Linked DNA regions of Hordeum vulgare: region 2 is linked to region 1. Evidence: chromatin contacts called from public Hi-C data. All regions are on one chromosome and are shown on one strand. Each heading gives the region's core, a stretch centred on a gene start, on an enhancer-like site or on the middle of the called end of the contact. The rest is flanking DNA. Distances are from core to core; before and after follow the strand shown. Region 1 holds the start of LOC123448945 (arogenate dehydratase 2-like). Region 2 holds the start of LOC123448946 (mitogen-activated protein kinase 5).

Region 1 (5,548 bases), core at 1,962-4,461:
CCTTGGCCTCCCACAAGAGCAATCACACAAGGATAAAGAAACCTTGAACGCCCTGTTTCCGTGTTGCTGGCCATCGTTTGTCGTTCCTCCGGGCTCATTCACTTCGTATGTCCAATCCTCGTTGTTGTACAGGGTAGCCGTTTGGGAGTCAGCCTTCCGTGATTGAAATACCATCCATTTGTCAACCTTTGGTGGAAACTGGTACTTATACTTTTTCTTGTTCTCTCCCGCAATCTGATCATCTGTTTCTTGTGAGTACTTTAGAAAGTATGCTCTCAACTTGTCAAATGTGTATTGAACTATTGCCGTCACCGGCAACGCACGGACACCCTTCAACACCCGGTTGAAGCATTCTGCCATGTTACTGGTCATTTGACCATATCTTCGGCCATCTTCGTCATAAGCTCGTGCCCACTTGGCCCGAAGTTCAATGTGCCTGTTCAGAAACTCAAGCCCACCTGCATCAAGTTTTTTGTTTACAAGCAAAGCATTGTACAATCTTGCAAATCGTTTGTCAGAAAATGCTTGACAACAATCTTGAAGATCATCCGCCAACTCCTTGCTACCACATGCCCGGTAGAAGTTTGCACATAAATGCCTCATGCACCATTGATGATGCAAAAGAACATGGCCGGGAATGACAATGTCAACCGCGTTAAGTATGCCTTGATGACGATCCGATATGACACATATTTCCCTCTCAAACGGTAATACTTTAGTTCTCAAAATATGCAAGAACCATTCCCAGTTAACATTGTTCTCTGCCTCAACCAAAGCAAAAGCCAAAGGCATCAACCGGTTATTGGCATCACTTGCTATTGCAACCAACAAAGTGCCCTTGAATTGTCCGGTCAAAAACGTGCCATCGATGGAGATGACAGGACGACAGTGCTGGAAAGCCCTCACACATTGCTCAAATGCCCAAAATGCACGGCCAAATACACGAACCCTATTTCCATTCTTAATCCTTGTTTTCTCCCCATACGGCTCGACCACATGAACCATGCCCGGGTTAGTGTGGGCAATAGCTCCCAACAACCTAGGTATGCGGTTGTATGCTTCCTCCCAATCACCATACAACATCTTGAATGCGGCTTGCTTTGCTTTCCATGCCTTACCATATTTCACCTCGTAGTGAAACAGGGCTTTCACAAAGTCTTGTACGCTTTTTATGCTCATTGTAGGAAGAGAGGAGATGGAGTTGGAAAGCCTATAAGCGATGAACTCGGAGGTTAGTTGTCTATGGCTTTGCGACGATAGGGCACCATCAACCCTCTTGCCTCGACACATGTGAGGCATACAACTGACAATGTTCCATCCTGGTCCTCCTTTCCATGGTCTTGCACGGACAATCCAAGGACAACCTCTATCCTCACATGCAACCGTGTAACGCAGCTTCATGTTTGAATGAACAACTTTGTGTGGCCTATAATGCGTAACAGAATATTCATCCAACCACATCTTCAGTTCAAAGAATGTTTTGAACTTTGACCCCGGCAAAATAATATTCTTCCCATGTGTGTCCCGATGAGAAGGTGGCCTAACTCCAAACAATATGCCTTCGCCTCCGTCAACCACGGCTTCATCCGCAAGGTTAAGATCCTCGAACAATGGTGTCCGGTGATCACGCTTTAATACATTCATGAAAGCTTCGGCCTCCTTTGCCGTGAACCCTTCTTCATCAACTTCTTCATCGGGACCCTCATCGTCAGACTCAGAGGCATAGCCACGTGAGTACGGAATGGAATGGTCCATTGTCTCTTGCAAATTATATTTGTCCAAATCACCAAGATTGTTGTCATGAAGAACATTACCATCATCATAGTGCTCATAATTAGCCTCTACCAATGGTTCATGTTCAATGTTGACCTCTTCGTTAGCCTCATAGACATAAGAAAGAGGTTCAATGTTGGCCTCTTCGTTGATGGTTGCAGGAATAGCTTCAACAATCGAAGAGGCAACCCGGTTCAAATCCAACAAGTTAGGAACATTTGTTTTCATGGCAAATAACTCTAGAGCCTTGTCTAGTGATTCGGCCACCGTATCCTTGTATGCAAGCCAACGTTGCTCGGAGTTGACACGCATGGTCTTTCAACGAATGTGCATTCCGAATCCCACATTATGCCTACCATCAAACTCAACTACATCAATAGGGTCCATCCAATTCAAATCCTTTCGGACTTGTTCCAACAATTCACCATAGATAGGACACAAATCGAACACCATGTCAAGCTCATCCGGGTCCGGATCAATATTGCCTTTTAAAAAGGCATCCTTGTCCACGTGATGAACATAAACACATGTTCTTCCCATACCTAAACAACAAAACATACAACCTTTTTTATGAGCAATCATACAATTACAATAACCCTTGCCTAACTTCCAAATAACCCTAACCCCATAATAACCCTAACACAACCAAACATCCCTAACCCTAGCCTAACCATAACCTAACCCTAGCCTAACCCTACAACAACCATAATGCACACATCCAAACAACCCTAATCTTAACCTCATCATACCACTTATCCTAACATACAAACAAATAAAACAATATCATATACATCCCACATTTCATGAAAAACTAGGGTTTTCCTCAAATTTGCAAAAAAATGAACACAAAAGATTTTCCTTTGGATGAGAATGGGGGGAGAGGTGAGGATTACCTTAGGGGAGTGATTGGACAACAAATGCCCGGTCCAAACCTTCAGATTTGGTGATTTAGAGAAGGATTTGAGGGAGGGGGCAGTGGCTAGGAGAGGGGCTGGGGGAGGGGAATGAGGGAGGGGGTGGGGAGGGGGTGTGGCCCGTGGCTGGTATAAGTCAATGTGTGACGCCTAAGCGTTAGGCGCCACACATTACAATGTGTGACGCCTAAGACTTAGGCGTCACACTGCCTGGGGGTGGGCCCCTACATGCCACGTGGTCGCGGGTGTGGCGCCGAACACCTAGGCGTCATACAGTACAGTTTGACGCCTAGGTGTCGGACGCCACACAAAAGGGTCAGACCGATGAATTATTTCCCCCGAGGGGTTAATCCGTGAGTTCTTTGGCCCCACGGGTCATTTTTGTCAATTTTGCCGTTGGTTTGTCGTAAAAAAGACAGTAGACTCGTCGCCACGCACTGCTCTCCAGCCTCGCCGCCCGTGCTTCGCTGTTCCACTTCTCCACCTCACAAAGGAAATCTCGCGTCACGTTTGGAAAAGCCCGTGGCCGTGGGGATCATTTTTCCTTTTTCGCTTCTCGACTTCCCCCAATCGGCCACCCCACCCCCCGGCTTCCTTCTTGGCCAGCGCGCCGGCTAGGCTATGGCCTCCATGACCACACCTCGGCTCCCCTTCCTCCCCGCCCGAACCCGCTCCGCGGTGACCACCTCCTCCTCTTCGTCGTCCTCCTCCCCGTCACCACGCCGCTCCATCAAATGCAGCAGCTCCACCAACGCTAATTCAGCCCCCCTCCCTTCTACATCGCGGCGGCCCCCGGCGCCCGTGGCGGACGGCGTAGGTTCCGCCGACCTCAACGGCCTCCGGGCCCCGTCTGTACCTGTCGCGGACTCCCCTCTACCAGCGTACCGCGATCCGCACGGGCTGCCTCGTAAGTCCAGCGGCGGCGCTTTTTTAGCCGATATCGAGCAGTTCTTTTCCGGTTTAATAATAACTAAACTAACTAATCAGCTGGCGCTTTCTTCATGGCGTGCGTGCTTCTGTACTGGGGTTATCAGGGCCTCTCACTAGTGCGGATCTAATGGAGTCGAGCGGGGAGGGGCTCAAGGTTGCCTACCAGGTGCTCGACGAAACGCGTGTGCTGTTTCGGTGTCATTGCTTATCTATCTCCCTTTTTGTGCATGCGCTCCTTTTGTTGTGAATCTGAACGGAGTTTGGTTTGGTTATTATTCAGGGCTTCCCTGGAGCGTACAGTGAGGCTGCAGCAAAGAAGGCCTATCCAAATTGCCAGACAGTGCCCTGCGAGCACTTTGATACTGCGTTTCAGGTATCGTAGTGTGATCCTTTCTGGGTCCTGTTTAGATATCTTTGGGCATGCTGTCTGTGGTGCAGTGAGTTGTGCAATTTTACTTTGGTTCATGTCATGGTTTCGCAAGACGGGACATTGAATCAAATGAGGTTAAATGTTTGTTGATGAAATGTGTTGAGGATTTGGAGTTTGTACAGAGTTTGACATGCTCAGTGTTTGTTTATTACTCCCTCCGTTCCTAAATATAAGTCTTTTTAGTGATTTCACTAGGAGACTACCAGTGGCGAATCTAGCATGACAATGGAGGGTAGGCTCAAAATATTAATTTAGTGAGCCTAATTAGCAAATGCATTGCAATTGTTGCATGTAAAGCATATCAATATAATTGTGAAGTGGTATATTTAGCTGAAATAAGATTTTGGAGGGTAGGCTTAAGCCTATGCCCACCTAGTAGACTCGCCACTGGAGACTACATACGGAGCAAAATGAGTGAATCTACACTGTAAAGTATGTCTATATTCCATCCGTATGTAGTCTTTTAGTGGAACCTCTAAAAAGACTTATATTTAAGAACGGAGGGAGTAGATGCAATATCCCAGTACCGCACAAAGAACCTATCACTGGCACATATCATTTGTCCATACTCATTCTTTTCTTGAGACAACATGCTCATCATCTGGTCATTCATTTCTACTGTAATTTGAACAAAATTATGTATTATGAAAGTACCAGTCTAGTCGAGTATGTGTATGGATGGTTTGTATAAGTATCTAATTTAAATAGTTTTAAAGATATTGGTAGTCGAAGTTTCGTAAGTTGACCCTACATATGCTCGAAACGACATCCCTTAGGTAACCGGAGAGATTGTTGTATTAGCAAAATCTTCATCTAAACTAGCCTTTCAGACAGCAGTAGATCAGAGTAATTGTAAACCATATATTGCATGTCATATTGTAATACATAGAAGAAGGTGTATGTGGCAAAAGCAATAAATGTGCTGCAATTTTGATGTCTTCTGGTCCTTTATCAGGCTGTTCAAAACTGGATAGTTGATAGGGCAGTACTGCCACTTGAGAATACTTTGGGCGGTAGTATACATCGGAACTATGATCTTTTACTTCGGCATGAGCTGCACATAGTTGGAGAGGTTCGCCTTGCAGTTCGGCATTGCTTGTTAGCCAATCGTGGAGTGAAGATCGAAAATCTAAGAAATGTCATCAGTCATCCCCAGGTAAAACCTCTTGGATAGTGTGGCCTTGATATTTTCACTTGTTCTGTGTAATAACCTTACAGGTACATTAATTGAAATTCTTAGGCCCTTGCGCAATGTGAGCATACACTGACAGAGTTGGGAATTGAACATAGACAAGCTGTTGATGACACTGCTGGTGCAGCAAAGGTAGAATGATGCTTCCTCTTCTACCTGGAATTTATCTTCTGATGGATATATATTTTGTTCACTCTTTCAACTGACTCATGGTGCAAAGTGATTGTCGTTTACCATAACACCATATGCTTGTTTCATAGTTAGTTGCAGAACAAATGCTCCAAGATACTGGTGCTGTTGCCAGTTCAT
Region 2 (5,548 bases), core at 1,740-4,239, 330 kb before region 1:
TTCCTGCAACTGTAAGAAATATTATGATCCAAACGGTACTCCAAGGTCCTGTAAGAAACATAGTGATCCTAAATACGTCTGCCTTTCATCTATAGAAACATAAACTGCATTCTCAATATCAGGTGAGCATCCACCTGAGTGTAGTAAAATCCATTTCTTCATAAACTAGAGAATGATTTGCTCTCAAATCATACTCCAAACATTTTATTCGCACAGCCGAGGGACAGAGGTCTGAAGCAGCAGCAACAACTTACACGGAACAAACAAACAAATGCAGTGCACAATCTACCCTGTTTTTTTTAACCCCGTTCTTCGATCTTACTCCTATTTACAGACAGTTTTACACCGAAAGCGTACTATTGAGGGTAACTAGGAATGAATCTTCTAGTATCGGAAGTTGGGGTTCAACTCCAGAGCTTCGTTGAATATGAGCTGCTTCATCTGGTCTTCCGTCAGAGGGTGCTGCTCGAAGTCGAAGGAGAAGGGGTCCGTGCATATGGGCTCGTCGGCAACGTCGTGAAGCCGCTCTAGGTACGGGTGCTCCAGCGCCTCTTCAACTGCATCACAAGAGCAATTTCAGTAAGAATCCACATCAGTCAGCCACCAATTAACTGATGAAACATAACTTTCTACGTGACAAGAGCAGTTTCAGTGAGAATCCACATCAGTCAGCCACCAATTAACTGATGAAACATAACTTTCTACTACATGACAAGAGCAGTTTCAGTGAGAATGCACATCACTCAGACATCAAGTATAACTGTAGAAAAATAAAATCTACTACTACTTCCTAGCCTTCCCTACTATTCCCTGGCCGACGTCTCAAAAAGCTACTCCTATTATTGCTGTTGTGAAACAGGTGCAGGAATCTAGCCTTTGACAGTAGCTGCAGCAGATCTCTCCCATTCACATCTTTTGCCAAAAACAGATACGTTTTCTTCTAAAAAGAGAGTGATTCTGCACTACACGCATAGTCCTTGCCGTCAACAGCAGATACTATAGCTCCAAAGATAGGCAAAGATCTTTTCTTAATCAAGTGGGCGGGACACATGGTTTTTGCCTAAAAAGGGAGCACATGTCCACATGCAGTAAACTTAAAAATAGGGGTCGAAGTGGCGGCAGATTGCATCTACTCACGCTATTGTAGACATAACCAGCACAAGGATGGTTTAAGCACTGACACTGACCCCAACACTGGCCGTACAAAGCCAGTCAAAAAAACACGGCGCTACGAAATTGACACGTGAAGATCAAAGCAGAGTGACGCGGACGTGGGACGCACGCACCTGTGATCCTCTGAAGCGGGTTGAAGGTGAGCATCCGCTCTATGAGGTCGAGCGCGGCTGGCTGCACCTTGGGGAACTGGCCCGGGAACGGCCGGCGAGGGAACTGCGGCAGGTGCCTCATGTATCTCCTGGCGTCCTCGTTCCGGATGAAGCCCAGGTCGTCGTCGGTGGGGGTGCCGATCACCTCCGTGATGAGCCGCATCTGGTGCATGTGGTCCCTCCCCGGGAAGAGCGGTGCGCGGTTGATGAGCTCCATGAAGATGCAGCCGACCGACCAGACGTCGATGGCGGCGGAGTAGTCGGTGGAGTTGAGCAGCAGCTCCGGGGCCCGGTACCACCGCGTGACCACGTACTCCGTCATCATGTCGCTCTCCGACGACGGCCGCGCCAGGCCGAAGTCGCAGATCTTGAGGTCGCAGTTGGCGTTCAGCAGCAGGTTGCTCGGCTTCAGGTCGCGATGGATCACGTTCGCCGAGTGGATGTACTTGAGACCGCGCAGCAGCTGGTACAGGAAGTACTGGAAGCCACCCAAGAACACCACGGCGCATGAATATACGGATCAAATCGTCACGAAATATGAAAAAAATCGCTCTTCATTCAGAGTATGGAGTAGTACCTGGCAGTGTTCTTCTGAGAGTTCTTGGTTGGAACGGATGATGTGGTGAAGGTCCGTGTCCATGAGCTCAGTGGCGATGTAGACGTCGTTGAAGGACTGCGGGATCGCCGGCGGGATCACGTCTCGGAGGCCTACTATCTGCGTGTGGTGTCCATCAATACAGCGTAACAGGTTAGCCCTGAATTGTCGAATTCAGTGAGATGCATACGCACATCTGAAGCGGAAGAGGTAGATGTTGCTTACGTTCTCGTGGTCGAGGTGCTTGAGGAGTTTGATTTCCCGGAGCGTGCGCTTGGCGTCCATGTTGTTGTCGAAGGCGTTTGCGATCTTCTTGATTGCCACCATCTCCCTCGTCTCGAAGTTCATCACCGAGCTGTGCCCACGCAACCACAAGTGCAATTTCAGGACCAGATTGGTTAAACAACCACCAACCACAGAGCACCGACAGATCAACACATACAGTATTAAACTAGTGTTGTTGTTTACAGAAAGGAGTGAATTGGCCTAATCCTATCTTTCCCCATGGCCCGAACTAATCCCCCTCTGTTTTCCGATCAGGGCAGCAACGGCTTGAAGAACAAACCTGGCAAGAAACCGGTGGTGATTGAGGAGGAAAAGATGGGGCGAACGTACCAGACGATCCCGTAGGCGCCGCGGCCGATGGGCATGATCGGCGGCTGGTACTTGGCCGTGATCTCGAACTGGTTGCCGAATATGTTGTAGAGGAGGAACCGGCCGCCGTGCGTCATCGTCGGCCGGAACTCGGCCACCGGAGCGCCGTCCATTCTCAAACAGCCAAGAACCAAACCGAGATCAGCCAAGAATCCCCTCCCCTCCCCTCCTCTCCTCTCCTCTCCTCTCCTCCCAAAACCCAATCACAGGCCAAGCGCAACGGGGATGAGGCCGAGCTGATGATTGACTTTGTCCTGGCTCTGGATTCTTGTAGGGGTGGAAGAGGGGAGAATTATAAATAGAGAAGGGCGGCTCCGCTAATGCTCTCGGCCCAGCCGAGGAAGGAAGGTAGCGAGAAAGCGAGCGAGAGCGGGCGCGCGCGCACGCACGCCGCTGCTGTGCTGTGCTGGTGCGCGCAGTCTCTCTGGCTCTTTTCTGCGCGTATCGCCCGGGAATTGAGGGGATGGTGCCGGGACGGACGGAGGGTCCGATGGAGTCCGTCTCGTGGCAGCGCGCTCATCGGACGGCTGGGGAAGGGTCAACGGTCAACCGGTATCTGCTGCTGCTTCTCTTGTATGGACGCGCGCTGCACGCACCAACCGGATCGGGCTGGGCTGGGAGCGGCGTGGCTGACGGGTGGGGCAGCGGCTGTCAGTTTGTGTGGATTGCGCGTGTCGCAGGGGCGTGGAAATCCAGGGGCCGATGGGGACGGAGCGGATGGATGGTAGTAGCCGACGCGCTATTATTTGCTTGGCGAGTCATGCTCCGGTGTGGTGTGGTGTGGTGTGGTGCCATTTGACCCACCGGTTTTTTTTTCTCTCTGGCTTTTCTTCGGCACCGTGGAAACGCTCCGGTTGGGAAGTCTAGGCTCGAAATCCGGAGACGGAAGTCCTGCGTCCCGTTCAAGGAGGGGACGCGCGCCGTGAGTGATTCGTTACTCTCTCTCTCTCTCTCTTGCCCATGCAGGCCACAAGGTTTACTGTGGTAAGCAATTTTTGTTGGGGTGGAATTGCTCACCTCAAGCAACTCCTCGGTGTACCTTTTGCTGTGTAAATCATAACTACGGTCTCCTATAAGCTGTCTGGGCCACAAGGAGTGACTTTATTTTTGAAAGTGTATCGTCTAGCCTTTATGCTACACTTCCAGAAGGAAATTCAAGGAGAAGCTAAAATGGATCATTTACATGACTCACAGGAAGGACTATGATCTTTTGAAGATTGGGTTCAAGCTTTCCGTTGATGCGTGATGCTCTATTTATTGTATACTCTCGAAGGGCCGCAGCTGTATTTTATTAGAAGGAACATAATTAGTACAAGGTTTTATAGTCTATGCGATCTAGACTGAGCACTACAGAAGCAAAACCTCATAAATATAACAACCAACGGCTAAGCAAGATCGATTATCAAACCGGCCGATTTTCAGGAGAGAATATCCTCATGGATAGACTGGAAGACCTGGAAAGCCGAGGAAATTTTGTTGTCAAAAATTCGGGCGCTGCGCTCCTTCCAAAGCTTTCAGTGCACCAGAATAACCACCGTCTCGAAGTTCCTCTTAGCATTCTTGTGCACCTTCTCCCTGGCCCGCAACCACCACTCCTCGGTAGAGCCGAAGGCCAAGACTAGGATAGGGAAGTCCACACCTGATCACGCTCTGAGCCTACCCCAGACCTCACTTGTATACTACTCTCTAACTCTAGCTTAGTTTAGATCTTGTGTATAGCTTTCTTTCTTTCTGCCTATCTAACTTTTTTGCTGTTTGCTGGTTTGTTTGTATAGTTTTAATTTCCTTCCAAACTCCCTTTTTTTCTTCATAAAATTAGTAAAAATACACTGCAGAGTCATGTCGTTTCCCTAAAAAGAACTTGGTTGGGGGAAATTATCCAAGCATCAAGACATAATGTAGGGCTAAAACACATGAAATAATGTGGAGCAAACCACCCAAAAACACGCATACGTTGAGACTTGATGCTGCTTTGATGGAGGATGGTTCATGAGGTGTGGGAGCGGTAGTACATAACGATAAGGGAGAAGCCCTAAGTGTGACATGTTGGCCCCTCGAACACCTACTTGATGCGGCAACATCGGAAACAACAACATTGCGACGTGGTGTGCTAATAGATCAAATTCTACCATTTTTGGGGATGTCATTCCGCCTAGCTTGATTGTTTTAAATGTAATAAACAATGTATCTTTGTCAAAGTGACAAAGACTTTTCCTAATAGACAAGCATTAATGTATGCTCTTCACGCGTAAGCAATTTTCATTGTGGCACATCTAGTTGAAAGGTTTGCAATATAGGCCATCGTTCGCGACTTTCCTGATATATCGTATATATAGGTGATTGGAGAAGCAACCATAGTTACAATCCTAACCATAATGGCTTGATTTCGCTAACTGTAGTAGGCACCGAGTATGGAAAGGGATAAGAAAATATGAAGCATATTATGCTTGCCTAACATTCCATTGTACACATATTGGAGTTTTGCAAACGTTGAGGCTAGACTAGAAGTCCAAGAAAAAGGAAACGACAACCCCATGGTGAAGATCTCCACAAACTATCGAGAGAACGACACGTGGAGCACTCGAATGTGCCCAAAAACGACTCAGTCACACACAAAGTGCAGGTCGATATCGATGTGTTTGGTTTGCTGATGTTGAACTAGGTCCATGGACATGTTGGACCGCATTGGAATTTTTGCAACACACGAGACAACCAATTTTGGAGACGTGTCAAGGAGAGTCGACAGATGCTTGCAGCTCCTCATGCTATCATGCTCGATGATTTCAATTGCATACTTGGTTTGGAAGCATCCCAAATAAGTCATGTTGAACCCATGCCGAGGAAGTAGTGGAGGTCGGCCATGGCGAACTTGGTGCTGAGGGCGATGAAGAAGTGAAGGAGGAATCCCTAAGGAGGATGGCATTGACGTAGAGAAGAAATCTTGTGCATGTCGTGGCATGTAGAACACAGAATG

The links. Hi-C and Micro-C count contacts between places; a contact is called where the count stands out from the background.
Region 2: a Hi-C map of seedling shows a contact between it and region 1, with 5 times the contacts expected there. The contact joins the promoter of LOC123448946 here to the promoter of LOC123448945 in region 1. A contact is called at or near these places in 3 of 6 Hi-C or Micro-C datasets (leaf and seedling) and 1 of 1 datasets of contacts at active chromatin or transcription factors (embryo).

The regions. Positions count from the first base shown.
Region 1 is chr4H:457,955,402-457,960,949 of MorexV3_pseudomolecules_assembly, reverse strand. LOC123448945 (arogenate dehydratase 2-like) reads left to right here and starts at 3,211. Exons shown (of 11, transcript XM_045125997.1): 1 at 3,211-3,594; 2 at 3,722-3,783; 3 at 3,898-3,990; 4 at 5,003-5,203; 5 at 5,288-5,371; 6 at 5,500-5,548. The coding sequence starts at 3,309.
Region 2 is chr4H:458,283,011-458,288,558 of MorexV3_pseudomolecules_assembly, reverse strand. LOC123448946 (mitogen-activated protein kinase 5) reads right to left here and starts at 2,989. Exons shown (of 5, transcript XM_045125998.1): 1 at 2,536-2,989; 2 at 2,146-2,275; 3 at 1,903-2,040; 4 at 1,287-1,803; 5 at 142-557. The coding sequence starts at 2,687. The coding sequence ends at 385.